Regions from separate parts of the Pan troglodytes genome. Here region 2 is linked to region 1. A link is a contact called in public HiChIP or PLAC-seq data. All regions are on one chromosome and are shown on one strand. The core of a region is the stretch at or near the end of the contact, and the rest is flanking DNA. Distances in the headings are between cores, read along the strand shown.

What was found. HiChIP or PLAC-seq counts read pairs in DNA pulled down with a chosen protein or histone mark.
Region 2: a contact with region 1 is called in an H3K4me3 HiChIP or PLAC-seq map of stem cell-derived excitatory neurons, with 5 times the contacts expected there. The contact joins the promoter of VWA5B1 here to the promoter of CAMK2N1 in region 1. A contact is called at or near these places in 1 of 7 Hi-C or Micro-C datasets (stem cell-derived neural progenitor cells) and 1 of 1 datasets of contacts at active chromatin or transcription factors (stem cell-derived excitatory neurons).

The regions. Positions count from the first base shown.
Region 1 is chr1:210,710,882-210,716,969 of NHGRI_mPanTro3-v2.0_pri, forward strand. It overlaps CAMK2N1 (calcium/calmodulin dependent protein kinase II inhibitor 1), which reads left to right and starts at 4,381. Exons shown (of 2, transcript XM_001160942.7): 1 at 4,381-5,432. The coding sequence starts at 5,267.
Region 2 is chr1:210,913,460-210,919,547 of NHGRI_mPanTro3-v2.0_pri, forward strand. It overlaps VWA5B1 (von Willebrand factor A domain containing 5B1), which reads right to left and starts at 4,537. Exons shown (of 22, transcript XM_054680262.2): 1 at 4,465-4,537.

The sequences.
Region 1 (6,088 bases), core at 3,131-5,630:
AAGTGTTTGCTGAATGAATGAATCCTTCTCTTAACATTCCTTGATTCTGGATCTAAGCTACCTCCAGTCGGCCCGTGTGCTCGTCTCTCACCGTGTGTGTGTGTGTGTGTGTGTGTGTGTGTGGTCACGAGGCAGGGACGGGGGCAGAGGCCCTGCCTTTCAAGGAGGGTAGGGAAGGGAAGTGGCTGCAACCCAGGTTCCAGTCACTGAGCTCAGAGGGGTGGTGGGGACTTGGGTTTTTATCCAACTCTGGCTCAGAGTGGTGATTCCCTGCTGGATGGCCACTTAGCCTCTCCTGAGGTGACCAGCTGGCTATTGAGAGGGCATCACCCCCTGGCCTTTCCTGCTGACAGTTTAGGGTCTGAGCCGGCCCTGGCAAACCTCAGCATTCCCAGCACCCCATCTCTACGGGAGCCTGGGCTTGGCCTGCCATCCAATGCCCAGGTGAAGGAACGGAGCCCAGAAGGCAGGCACAGAGGCCTGGGCTAGGCTGTCCCACAGCCACGTTCTCTACGTCTTGCCATCACTGTCTGATGCCGCTGCCTGTGCCTCAGTTTCCCCATCTGGATTGGAGGGAGGAGACGAGATCAAGCGGAAACTGATGTGTGCTGAGCCTCCCTTCTGTGCTGGGCCCTGCTGGGCTGACCTTCCCCTTTCTTATCCCACCAGCTTGAGTGTGGGGCTTGGTGCACAGTCTGGGCTATCAAATACATATTTTTGATCCTGGAATGTCTGTGCTGAAAGGGTCCATGGAGATGGCCTGGTCCTGTGGTTCTTATTTCTAGAGTCCTGGGGTTTGGTGAAGGAGTTTCAGATGAAGTTTCAGGGGGAAGCTGGAGTAAGGTCCTGGGACCCCCACCTTTGCTTCAAGCAGGTTTTATCTACTTTGGATTTGGGAAAACTGGTTTTGCCGCTGAAAAGATGTGATCTTCTCCAGGTTTCCCACTGGATGATGTAGAGTCAGAGGCAGCTTTTTCAAAGCCACAAAGAAAGCCTATAGCAAATAATAACAACCACTTTTATTGAGGACTGACTCTGTGCTAGGCGTGGTGTGTGTATGATCTCCTCCCCACAATGAACCACCAAGTAATAATGATTCTTATGCCAGTTTGACAGATGAAAAAACTTAGGCACAGAGAGTGAAAGGATCACAGACCTAGGAAATGACCGAGCAGGGCTTTGAACTTTTTTTTTTGAGATGGCGTCTCGCTCTGTTGTCCATGCTGGAATGCAGTGGTGCAATCATGGCTCACTGCAGCTTCAATTTCCCTGGCTCAAACAATCCTCCCTGATCAGCCTCCCGAGTAGCTGGGATCACAAGTGTGCCCCACCATGCCCGATTCCTTTTTAAATTTTTTGTAGAGATGAGGGTCTCACTATATTGCCCAGGCTGGTCTCGAACTCCTACACTCAAGCAATCCGACTGTCTCAGCCTCCCAAAGTACTGGGATTATAGGTGTGAGCCACCACGCCCAACCAGGGCTTTGAGCTTGACTGCCCCAGTGGGCTCTTCATCCTAGACTACGGCCCCAGACCATGTACTGCCAGGCTTCCTTGTGGGGAGGTGGGGAGGGAAGCCTTCATTCCTGCCTTATTAGGTTCCTTCACCTGGGTCTGGCCTCTTCAACACAGCTCTGGGCCTCTGGTTCAGAGCCAGCCTCTTGGTTTTGGGGAATGAGTGTAAACAGGCAGGAATGGAGTCCCAGCACATGTGTTGACTTCAAGATGAAGAGATGCCCCCACCAAATGCTGGAAGGAACGGAGGACTGAGTGAGGCCTTTGTGATAAAGACAAGTGGGAGGAATGGAGGTGGAGGAAAGCCATACTGATTAGCAATTGCCCTTGCAGAACTTCTGCGTGACCCGGGGGACATCACCCCACCTTCAGGCACCTTGTCTGTGAAATGGGCCTGACAGTCCCAGTCCCCTCCACTTCCGAAGCTTAGCGATTAATGAGCGAATAGTCATGGAGATGCTTTTCAAGCTGTCAAGCACCACGTGCTGGGAGGCGCGTGTGTTTCCTGAAGGTGGTAGGTACTGAGTTGGGAACATGGGATGCTGTCACCTTTAACCTTATTTGGAACAAGGCAAGGTAAACATAAAAACAGATGGGGTGGAAATTGGACTTCTATTCTTGCTCTCACTTGCTGTGTGTGCAGGGATTCGTCAGCCCTCGCTGGGTCTTTCTGCTTACCTTCTGTGCAGTGCTCAGCGTGTAAATTGTCGTAGGTGCTCAGCGTGTAAATTGCTTTGTGCCTCTCAGCAGCAAGGAAGGAGCCAGGCGGATGTGAGATGAATGGGGTGGTCCCAGCCCTGTATGCTGTCACCATTGCAGGGAGTCCTCTACGGAATCAGGGCTGGCCACAGTGGCTTCTCCTGGCTCTATCACTAGGCTGTGATCTTGGGCAAGTCACTTACCCTCTTTCTGCTACATCAGTTAAACAGGGATGCAACGTCTCCTCTTTCTACCTCAAAAGGTATTTATTTTGAGAAGCAAGGTCAACAATAGATGTGAAAATGCGTTGGGGGAAAATAAGAAAGGAGACAAATGTCAGCGCTTCTTGGAACTTTATCATCCTGCTTGTTACGCTCTTGTTTTCTCTCTTAGCACTTGGCCTTGGCGCTAACCTCAAAGCAGGCACTCGGGAAAGTCCTAATGAGTGAGCCAGGTGGCTTGTGGAGAGGAACAAGGTCAGTCCGGGGACCTGAGGCTTCTGCCATCGACAAGCTGTGGGATTTGGGGCTAGCCCCTGGTCCTCTGGACTTCTGTTTCCCCATATGGAAATGAGGGATAGGCCCAGCTCATCTCTAAGGATTCTCCCAGCTCATGTGGTCCTGAAATGGAAACAAATGAAGTGCTACCGTTCTTTCTCACTCATTAAGTCATCTCTCAAATGTCTATTGCACATCCACTCTCAGCCAGGCATCAGAGCCTGATTTTATTTTTGTTTTCATAACTGTCCTGCAGGGTACACAGGTAGTGGCTAGCCATATACCCATTTGACAGCTGAGACCATGGAAGCTCAGAGAGGAGAGATGACCCACCCAGGGTCACACAGTCAGCAAACCACGGGGTTGGGATTCAAACCCAGACCTAAATCCAAGGGACATGCTTATTCCACCTGCCACATTGCTTCAGTCTCCCTTTTCTCTGCTCCCTTCCTCCTCCCCCCATGGAATCTGGCTTCCCGAGGCCAGCCAATCCTTTTACACCGTTTGGAGAGGGGGCTGGACTGACTCCCCCCTCCACCAGATGTTATACCAGGAAAAAACCTTCCCCTTCTGCCTCCAGCTCCCACCCGCCAGAGTTCTAGATAGGAGGGGAGAGCTCCTTTCACTGTTGATGGGACCCCTTGCAGGGCAGCAGGATGAGCCAGGTGAGACTCACCTGGGCCACCTGGATGTGTTTCCTAGCCCTGCCTCCAGCAGCTGGCATGACCTTGGGGTGGTTGCCCCTCCCTGTGGTCAGGCCGGCTCTACTAAGCAAAGACGGTCTCCAGCGGAGGGCAGGTGCTGTTGGCTCCGGCGAGGATAATGAGCGCTCCTCATGCACCTTGCCCCCTCGGAGTTACCATCTGCTTGGCAGATGCGCCTCCCAGGCCTCTGGGGCTGCCCCAGTCTCCCTCCCGGCATCGAGGAGCCCGCTCCTCATCTCAGAGGCCATAGTCTCTCCACAGGGCGCACGGCTGTTGCTGGAAGGGAGGCCCCCGAGGGCAGAGGGCGGCAGACCCGGGACGTCCCCAGCGGAGGCAGCGGACGCCGGGAGCCAGGCATCCCGGGCGAGCCCGGCGTAATGAGGCGCTCCCTTCTCCTGCGGGAGGCGGGGCTGCCCCTTCCCTCTCCCCCTCCCCCTCCTGGAGGCCCTGCGGGAGCCGGAGTCCAGCGCAGTTGGGCGGGGGCGGGGGGGAGTGAGGCCTTCCAGGTCGGACTGAGCCGGGGCGGGAGGAGAGTGTGAGGCCCCAGTGGCTGGGCCCTCAGGGTCTGAATTGGGGAGCAAGTGTGGTGGGGAGGAAGGGCTCCCCGGTTTGCAGATGGCGGGGGAGGCTGTGTCCGCGGGTCGCCCTGGAGCCCTCCGATCTTTGCCCCGCAGCATCTGCCCCCCAGAGAGGTCAGCATGCTTCCGCCCTTCCCCGCGTGTGCGTCGTCTGTCCGCTCCCTCTCCAGCTCCCGGAACCCCCACTCCCCCCGAGGTCCCCTCGGGAGGCAGAGCCGGCTGCGGGGCGGGCGCGCACCAGCTCCGGGCCCCGTAAACACCCGTGAGCGGGACGGCGGGGGCTGGGGGCGGGGGCAGGAAGCTAGCGGCGGCCCGGGCCGGCCGGCGCGGCCCCGTGACGTCGCTCCGCTCGCAGGGATCTCTCCCCGAGGCCCGCGGGTCCCCTCCTCCCCGCCTCCTCCCGCCCTCCTCCCCGCGCCTCGCCTCGGCGCCGCGGCCGGCATTTCTCCTCGCAGCTCGCTGCCTCCTCTATCCCTGCCTCCCTCTCCCCCCTCTGTCTTTCTCCCTTCCTTCCCTCTCCGACCCTCTTCCTCTCCCTCCCGATCCTTTCCCTCCTCCTCTCATCTTTCCCCTGTCTCTCCGTTCTAGCTCGTCCCCCCCCCCCACCTTTTCTTCTTTCTCCTCCTCTCCTTCCTCTCCCCCTCTCCTCTGTCTCCTTCCACCGTCTCCCCTGCCTCCCTGTCTTTCAGTCCCTGTTTTTCAGCCCCGTCTCCCTCTCGGTTTCTCTCCCCCACCCTCCCTCCGGGTTTCCTCCCCGGTGCCCTCCCTCCTCTCTCCCTCCCCTCCCCCTCCGCCCCTCGCAGCCCCGCCGCTCGCAGCTCCCAGTCTGCCTCCCCGAACCGGCGCCGCCGCCCGCACTCGCCGCAGGACCGGCCCGCCCGGCTCCCGGGGTGCGCCCTCCTCGGTCCCGCGCCCTCCGGGCTCGCAGGGACGTCTCCTCCCTCCCGGCTCGCGGCCCCGCCCGGCCCGGCCCCCGCCCAGAGCCCCAGCGCGCCGAGGATGTGAGTCCTGCTCGCCTCTGGCGGAGCAGCAGCCACTCGCGCGCGGAGCCGGAGCGCAGCGCAGCGCAGCCGCGGGCGCTCTCCGGGCCGCTCGCGCGAGTGCTGCGCTCTTGCCCTAGCGGCGTCCCCCGGCCTCTCGCCGGCGCCACCGCCGCAGCAGCCCGCGGGCCGTCCCCGGCCGGCCGCCCCCGGCCCCAGCGCCGCTGACCCTGTCCGCCGCGGGCGGGGACGCGGGCGGAGGAGGCGCCGCGGCGGAGCCCCCGGACGCGACCATGTCGGAGGTGCTGCCCTACGGCGACGAGAAGCTGAGCCCCTACGGCGACGGCGGCGACGTGGGCCAGATCTTCTCCTGCCGCCTGCAGGACACCAACAACTTCTTCGGCGCCGGGCAGAACAAGCGGCCGCCCAAGCTGGGCCAGATCGGCCGGAGCAAGCGGGGTGAGTTCGCGGCCCCCTTGTCTGACACCCCCTTTTTCCCGCGCCGCGGCCTGAACAAGGGTTGCGGAGGTCTCCCACCCGCTGGAGCTCGTTCAGACCCGACGGAATCCCTTCTTGCAGAATTGGGGGATCCCGCACTGCGGGTCCGGCTGAAGCGGGTCGCAGGAACGCGTCCCCCTAAGCCGGATCCCCGGCTGGGTCACCCCGGGGGCGTGGCGGCTTCTAGCAGCAGCTGGGGGTCTCCACCTGCGGCAAAGTTTGCTTTTTGATTTGCGCCCCCCACCCCCGCCTTTTGCGCAGTGTAGTCACAGCTGCACTCGCTCCACAACCCTGTGGGGAGGGGGTCCCAGGGACCCCCAGGGGACGGCGTGGGGACCTGCGTGGGGAGGATCCCATTCCTGCGGGGAAGGCTAGGGTGTTCGGGTCGCACGGGCTTTTCATTGTTACTTGGCTTGGGAGGGGGTTTGCCAGGCCTGGGCGATCGGCGCGAGAGCTGGAAAAGCCCCAGAGAGGCGGAGACGCAGAGAGGCTCTGAGAGGAGCTCCAGAGACGCGGGGACAATGAGGGGGACCGACGGCTGCAGAGAGAGACTGAGACGCAGGGATGGAGGGGAGGGGGTACGCGGGAGACCGAGGGTGGCAGAGACCGAGACAAAG
Region 2 (6,088 bases), core at 3,287-5,786, 200 kb after region 1:
ATGATTCCAATAGGCCAGGTTGCTGAACTTCTAGAAGTTCAGAGAGGCCAGGAAAGGAAGTAGCAGCATAATAGGATGATTAAATGTGGACTCTGGTACCAAATAGCTTGGGTTCAAACCCTGGCTTGATCATTTCCCAGCTGTGTGCCCTTGGGAAGATTACTTAACCTCTCTCTGTGCTTCAGTCTCCTCTCTGCAAAATGATGATGCCTTGAATTGCTGTTATGATCATTAAGTGAGTTAATATTTGCAAAGGGCTTAGTAAGCACCATACAAGCATCTGTTAAAATAACATGCAATGTTAATAAACATGCAATGTTCCCTAGATGAATATTACTATGTTATAGGGGTGAAACTGAGATCCATAAAGGAGAGATGACTTCTCCCAGGTCACCTGGTCAGGCTAGCCAGGGTACAGGCCATTTCTGCCGCCTTCCTTCAGGGTTGCCCTCTGGAGAGGCTAAATCTCCTTCCTATTTGTTCTGCAGTTGGAGAATGCAAGGTGGATGGTCTGGAATGGCAGCAAGAGAAGAGAGGTGGGTGCAGAGATGAAGAGGGAATTCAGAGGACAGAAGCAATGGATTCCTCCTGCCTGCAAACACACACCTCTTTTCCCACCCAGCCCTCTGTTTACATGATTGAAAGCAATTGTGCAGCTGTTTCTGCCCACATGGAGGGAAACAAATCTCTGGAGTGTGTAACTAACACATTCTGGATAAGAAAGGAAAGCTAGTCCTTCAGTGATGCAGCCTGGGGGGGCGGCCAGAGCAGGGCTGTCAGAGAGACTAGGGAGAGTCTAGATGGGGGACAGGGGCCTAGGGGTGGCTCTTTCCCTAGAACATCCTGAGCAGGGTAGCCAGGCTGCATAGGCATTGCATCTGAGAGGACCCCTGCCTCAGGCTTAATTCCTGAAGGGGTTGGACCCAGCCAAGTATGGCTGTGGGGTATGAAGGGGGCCGAGCTCAAGTTTTGGAGACAGTTGGGCTCTTGGCAAACAAACACACAAACAAACAAACCCTCATGAACTCCCTTTCTCTCTACTCTTCTGTTCCAACCTCTTACCTGGTCCAGGAAATTGCATGACTTGCCCTAGTTCTTCACCCCTCCCTGTGTCCATGCCCTTTGCTATGTGATTTGGCAGTTCTTCCTCTAAAAAGGTGGAATGTTGCTCCCATCCCTTCACCTTGGGTTCAGCCACATGACGTAGCCAATTTAATATTGGTGGGAATTACATAATTAAAGGCTGATAAAGGGCTTGCCTGATTGGGTTTGTTCTCTTGGGACTCTGCCCCTGTTGCCATAAGAAAAATACGCCAAGATTGGCCCACTGGTTCCAGGAGGAGAAGAGATACACAGAGCAGCACCAAACCACCCCAATCAAGCCCAGCTGAAATCAGCCAACTGCAGATGCAGAAGCAAGTCGAGCACAGCTCAGCAGAGCTGTCCAGCAGAGCCCAGCCAGGATCAACCAATTCTTAGCTTATCTAGAGATATGTGACCATAAATTATTGCTGCTTTAAGTCACTGAGTTTGGAGTGGTTTGCTATGCAGCATTTTCTGGCTATAGCTAACTGATACACCACTGTATTAGTCCATTTTCATCCTGTTGATAAAGACATACTCAAGACTGGGAAATTTACAAAAGAAAGAGGTTTAATTGGACTTACAGTTCCACGTGGCTGGGGAAGCCTCAGGATCATGGAAGAAGGCAAGGAGGAGCAAGTCATGTCTTACATGGATGGCAGCAAGCAAAAAAGAGTGTGTGCAGGAAAACTCCCCCTTATAGGAACCATCAGATCTCATGAGACTTACTCACTATCCACGAGAACAGCATGAGAAAGACCTGCCCCTGTGATTCAAGTACCTCCCACTGGGTCCCTCCCACAACATATGGGAATTCAAGATGAGATTTGGGTGGGTACACAGCCAAACCATATCAACCACCTCTTGTAGATTTCAGCTTCCTGATGTCTTTTGGGTAAGTCCTCCTCTCCATTCCCCTGGCATCAGTTCCAGCCTCCTAACAGCTTCCTACCTGGTCTCTCTGTCTCTAGTCTCATGGATTCCAGTCCATTCCCCACGCTGTAGCCAGATCTTTGTAATATCTGATGATACTTGTACCCATCTGTTAATCCCTTTTCTCAACCTGCCCTGAAGCCCTTCATTGACTCTCCCATGGCCTTCCATAAAAAGTCCCACTTGTTAGCATAACATTCAAGGCCTTTTATGATCTGTATTGATGTCTGGCCCTGCTCCTATGGACTCTTCACTCCAACCACATAGAACTACTTGAGGTTTCCTGGACTTGGAGTTGTCTCACACCTCTGAGATTTTACCCATGTCGATTCCTCCATCTAGAAGACACCCTGCCACTTCCCCTCTTGGCTCTCTTCTACCTGCCCTGCAAAGGAGAGCTGAAGTATCTCCTCCAGGAAGCAGAACCATCCTGTTAGATTACCTGACGTAGGGGGCCACAGTGTCCCATGCCCAGCACAGGGCCCCACACACAGTAGGTGCTCAATTAATATAATACTGGATGAAGAAGTAAATGAGACCTCAGAGGCAGCATCATGTCTCATGTACACCTGTATTCACGACATCTATTGCTGATCTTGACACACAGAGGGGCTTCATAATTATTTGTTGAATCAGCAAATGAAAGAACATATGACCCTATTACCTCAGTACCCCCAAAGAATCATGGCAAGCTACTCCTCTCCTCCCCAGAGAAGGTGGCAGTGGCAGGGAGTGGGGAAGCCTTGGCACCTGACATAGGCGGGAAGAAGGTGGGAGAGAGATCATGGCATGCCATGGGGCCGGGTGGTGGAAGCCATCTGCTCTAGGTCCAGGCAATAAGAGTTGCATTTTCTGTAGGGAATTTAAAAACAATTCAACTCAAAGTCAGTTTTCGTTTTATTATCACCTTATGGTGTTATGTTAAAACAAAGCACTGAGAAAATAATCCTCCTCACTGACCACGCCAGTGCCTATGCCTTAATGCCCCAGTACAGGGAGGATAAACCCCCTTTTAGCCATGACGTTGAGTCTGTCCCACCAGAGGACAGCCTTGGAGAGACAGGACAGCTGAGAATCTGTCAAAGGGGTCCTAACAACCTCAGTGTATCCAGCCTAGGTTACAAAGGCTTATGCCCTAGGTGTAATGCTATGTAGCTTAGGTTGGATGCCAGGAAGCCACAGGCAAGCTCACAGGGCACATAGCCAGAAGGTGGTAGAGGCAGAGTTTGTGCCAGGTCTCTGTGCTACCAAAGCTCACAAATGCACCTTCCAGGTCCTGTCTGTAGCTGGTCCTCGAGCTTGGTCTCCTTCTGGCCACTGCTGGCCCCTTTGGGCTTTGGCTGAAGGCTCAGCGTTTGTTGAGAAGGGAGGAGTCAAACTGGAGCCTGCTCTCATCACCTTTAGTGGCAAAAGCCTTAGGAAAGAGGTCCTCCCTGGCTTCGGGGACCAGTCTTTACTCAGAGCCACCCGGCACTCACCTAAATAATGACACCCACCCCTGGATCCCTGGGGGTCAAACATGAGTCCTTGTTCCATCACTGGCTATTTGTGGGGACCATTTTTCCTTTCTGAAGCTTGATTTTCTTATCTTTAGAGTGGGGATGGGAGTTCCTGTCTCCCCACTGGTGAATGGCAGCCCAGGCCACCGTGATGCTTTCTCCAGCCCTGCCCTCATTTCCCTCTGGGACAACTGCAACAGCCTCTCGTGTCCTGCTTCCCCTCAGACACCTCCCAAATGCTCTCTATGCAGCAGCCAGAATGGACCTTGCAAAGCATCAAATTCAATCTTAAGACACGCTGATTAAAGTGGTCAATGTCTTCCCATTGTGCTTGGATGAAGACACAATTCCTCTTCACCTCTGCCGACAAGAGCCTGCAGGTCTGGTCCCTGCAAATGGCTCCCACTTCATTTCCATCCACTCCACACCATCCAGAAACACTGGATCCCTTTCAGGCCCTCATTGGCTCTGGGCTATCTGGGTTTTGTCTAAGCTGTTTCCTTTACCCAGAATGTTCTTCCCTCCTCCCTTCAATTAAAGCCGTTAGTTCTTCAGGTGTCAGCTCAAGCATCACTTCCCCAGGAGACCATCAAGGTCACACCCTCCAATCTCCAGTTCTCGTGCCCTGAGTACCAGTCCCTCTGTAGATTGTGTAGCACTTATCACAACTGCAATTAACAACTTGATGAATGTCTTTCTCCTCTACTACAATGCAAGCTCAATGAAGGCCAATACCTTAGCTCTTTCGGTTACTTCCTCTGCTATGCCACGCTTGGCGCCTGCACCAGGTAGGCACTCAGAAAATATTTGTTGAACAACTGAGTATAAGCCAAATGAAATCACTAATGGAAAAGACCTTTATCAAGAATAAAAGGTATCCATTTGGAATTATTATTATACCTACTTAATAGGCGATAAAACTGAAAAGCCAAAAAGTTAAGGAACTTACCTGTCTCTTGGCTTAGTGGCAGAGCCAGGGCCGGAACCCAGACATAGTTCCTGGCACACAGAGGGGCTTGATCCCTGCTTACTGAGCTGACGCGGGTTCTCCCTACAACTTCAGCACCCTGTGCCCTGCACCCTGCTGTCTCTCCTGGAGGCAGGCTGCTTGGAGTGTACAGATGGCTGCTGGCAGAGGTCGGTGCTGGCTGGAGATGACTGCTCTGTCATCAGGTGCCTGTTTCTTATTCATGATCTGTTGCCATTCATAGTGCCTTGGTACAAACAAACAAGCAGCGACAGCTCCTGGCTTCAAAGCTGTCCTGGGGGCAGGAACACAGCCTGGCCTGGCCAGGGGCCCCAGGCAGCTCACTGATGGCAGGGAGAGCCAGGGGCTGGGCAGATGCAAGCGTCTGAGAACAGGTGGCTGATCAAGGCAAGGGAGGGCTGCTAGAGGGACAAAAAAGGGCTGAATCTCTGAAGCTATCAATCTTGCACCGTGCTCTTCCAGCTTTTTAAAAATAGACACATGGCAAAAACAAATTTTAAAAAAGGAGGAAAACAAAGGTAAATAGATTCTTTCAAGTGTGGTCAGGAGTACTTCCATGTGTTTCCTGCCCTCTGGCCTCTCATGCTCCCCTCTGCCCCACACCCAGGAGAAAAGGAGAGTGCATTTCTAGTGCCTGAAATCTTCAGGCTGCCTGGGACATTGTGTGAGTATATTGAGGACCTACCAGGTACCTGGGGCTGTGTTTTACACATGCTGATTCGTGCCATCCTCGAAACAGCCCTGGGAAGTGTTTGGGTTTTATTTGTTTTGTTTTAATTCAACCAGTATTTGAGCATCTCCTCTGTGTAGACACTGGGCCATGATTGGTCAACCCAATAGACATTGTCTTCACCATCTGGATCCTACACTCCACAGCAATGAGGTCATTAAAGTCTTGATAAGTGCTGCAAAGGGAATAACTTGAGTCATTTGCTACAGAGTCACTAGGGTGGGGGACTGGGATTACTATGTTGTATTGGGAAGTCAGGGGGGTGCTTCTTTGAGGAGGTGACACCCGAGCTGAAAAATGCAAGATGAGGAGGAACCCAGCTCCCAGCTGTTCAAAGGGTGGGGCAGGGGAGGAGCATTCAGAGACAGTGGGAGCAATAATTCCAAAGGGTAGGAAGGGGCTCCGTAAACCCAAGGAAGAGAAAGGGGATGAAACGGGCCAGAGCAAAGTGAGAGTGGCCCACACCAAGGAGAGGGGCAAGTAAGAGGTCGGAGGGACAGACGGGTCACCATGAGAGTTCACTGGGGGATATATAAAGAGGGCAAATGTGCTTTTGTTGCATTTTATGAGCTCATCCTGGCCACTGGGTAGAGAATGGGTTAGAGTAGGGGAAGCCGGGAGAAGATCATGGAGACGCTACTGTGGTAATAGATCAAAGATGGTGGTGGTGGTGGGGAGCGGTAGGGGACGGAGAGCAGTGGATGGATTGGGTGTGGGTGAAAGGGAAAGGAAAGAATCAAGGGTGCCTCCCCAGTTAGGGGTTTGTGTAATTACATGGGTGGTGGTGCCATTTGCAGAAATAGGCAAGGCAGGGGGAGGACCAGTTGGGTGGTGGCATTGGTGGGAATCTAGAAA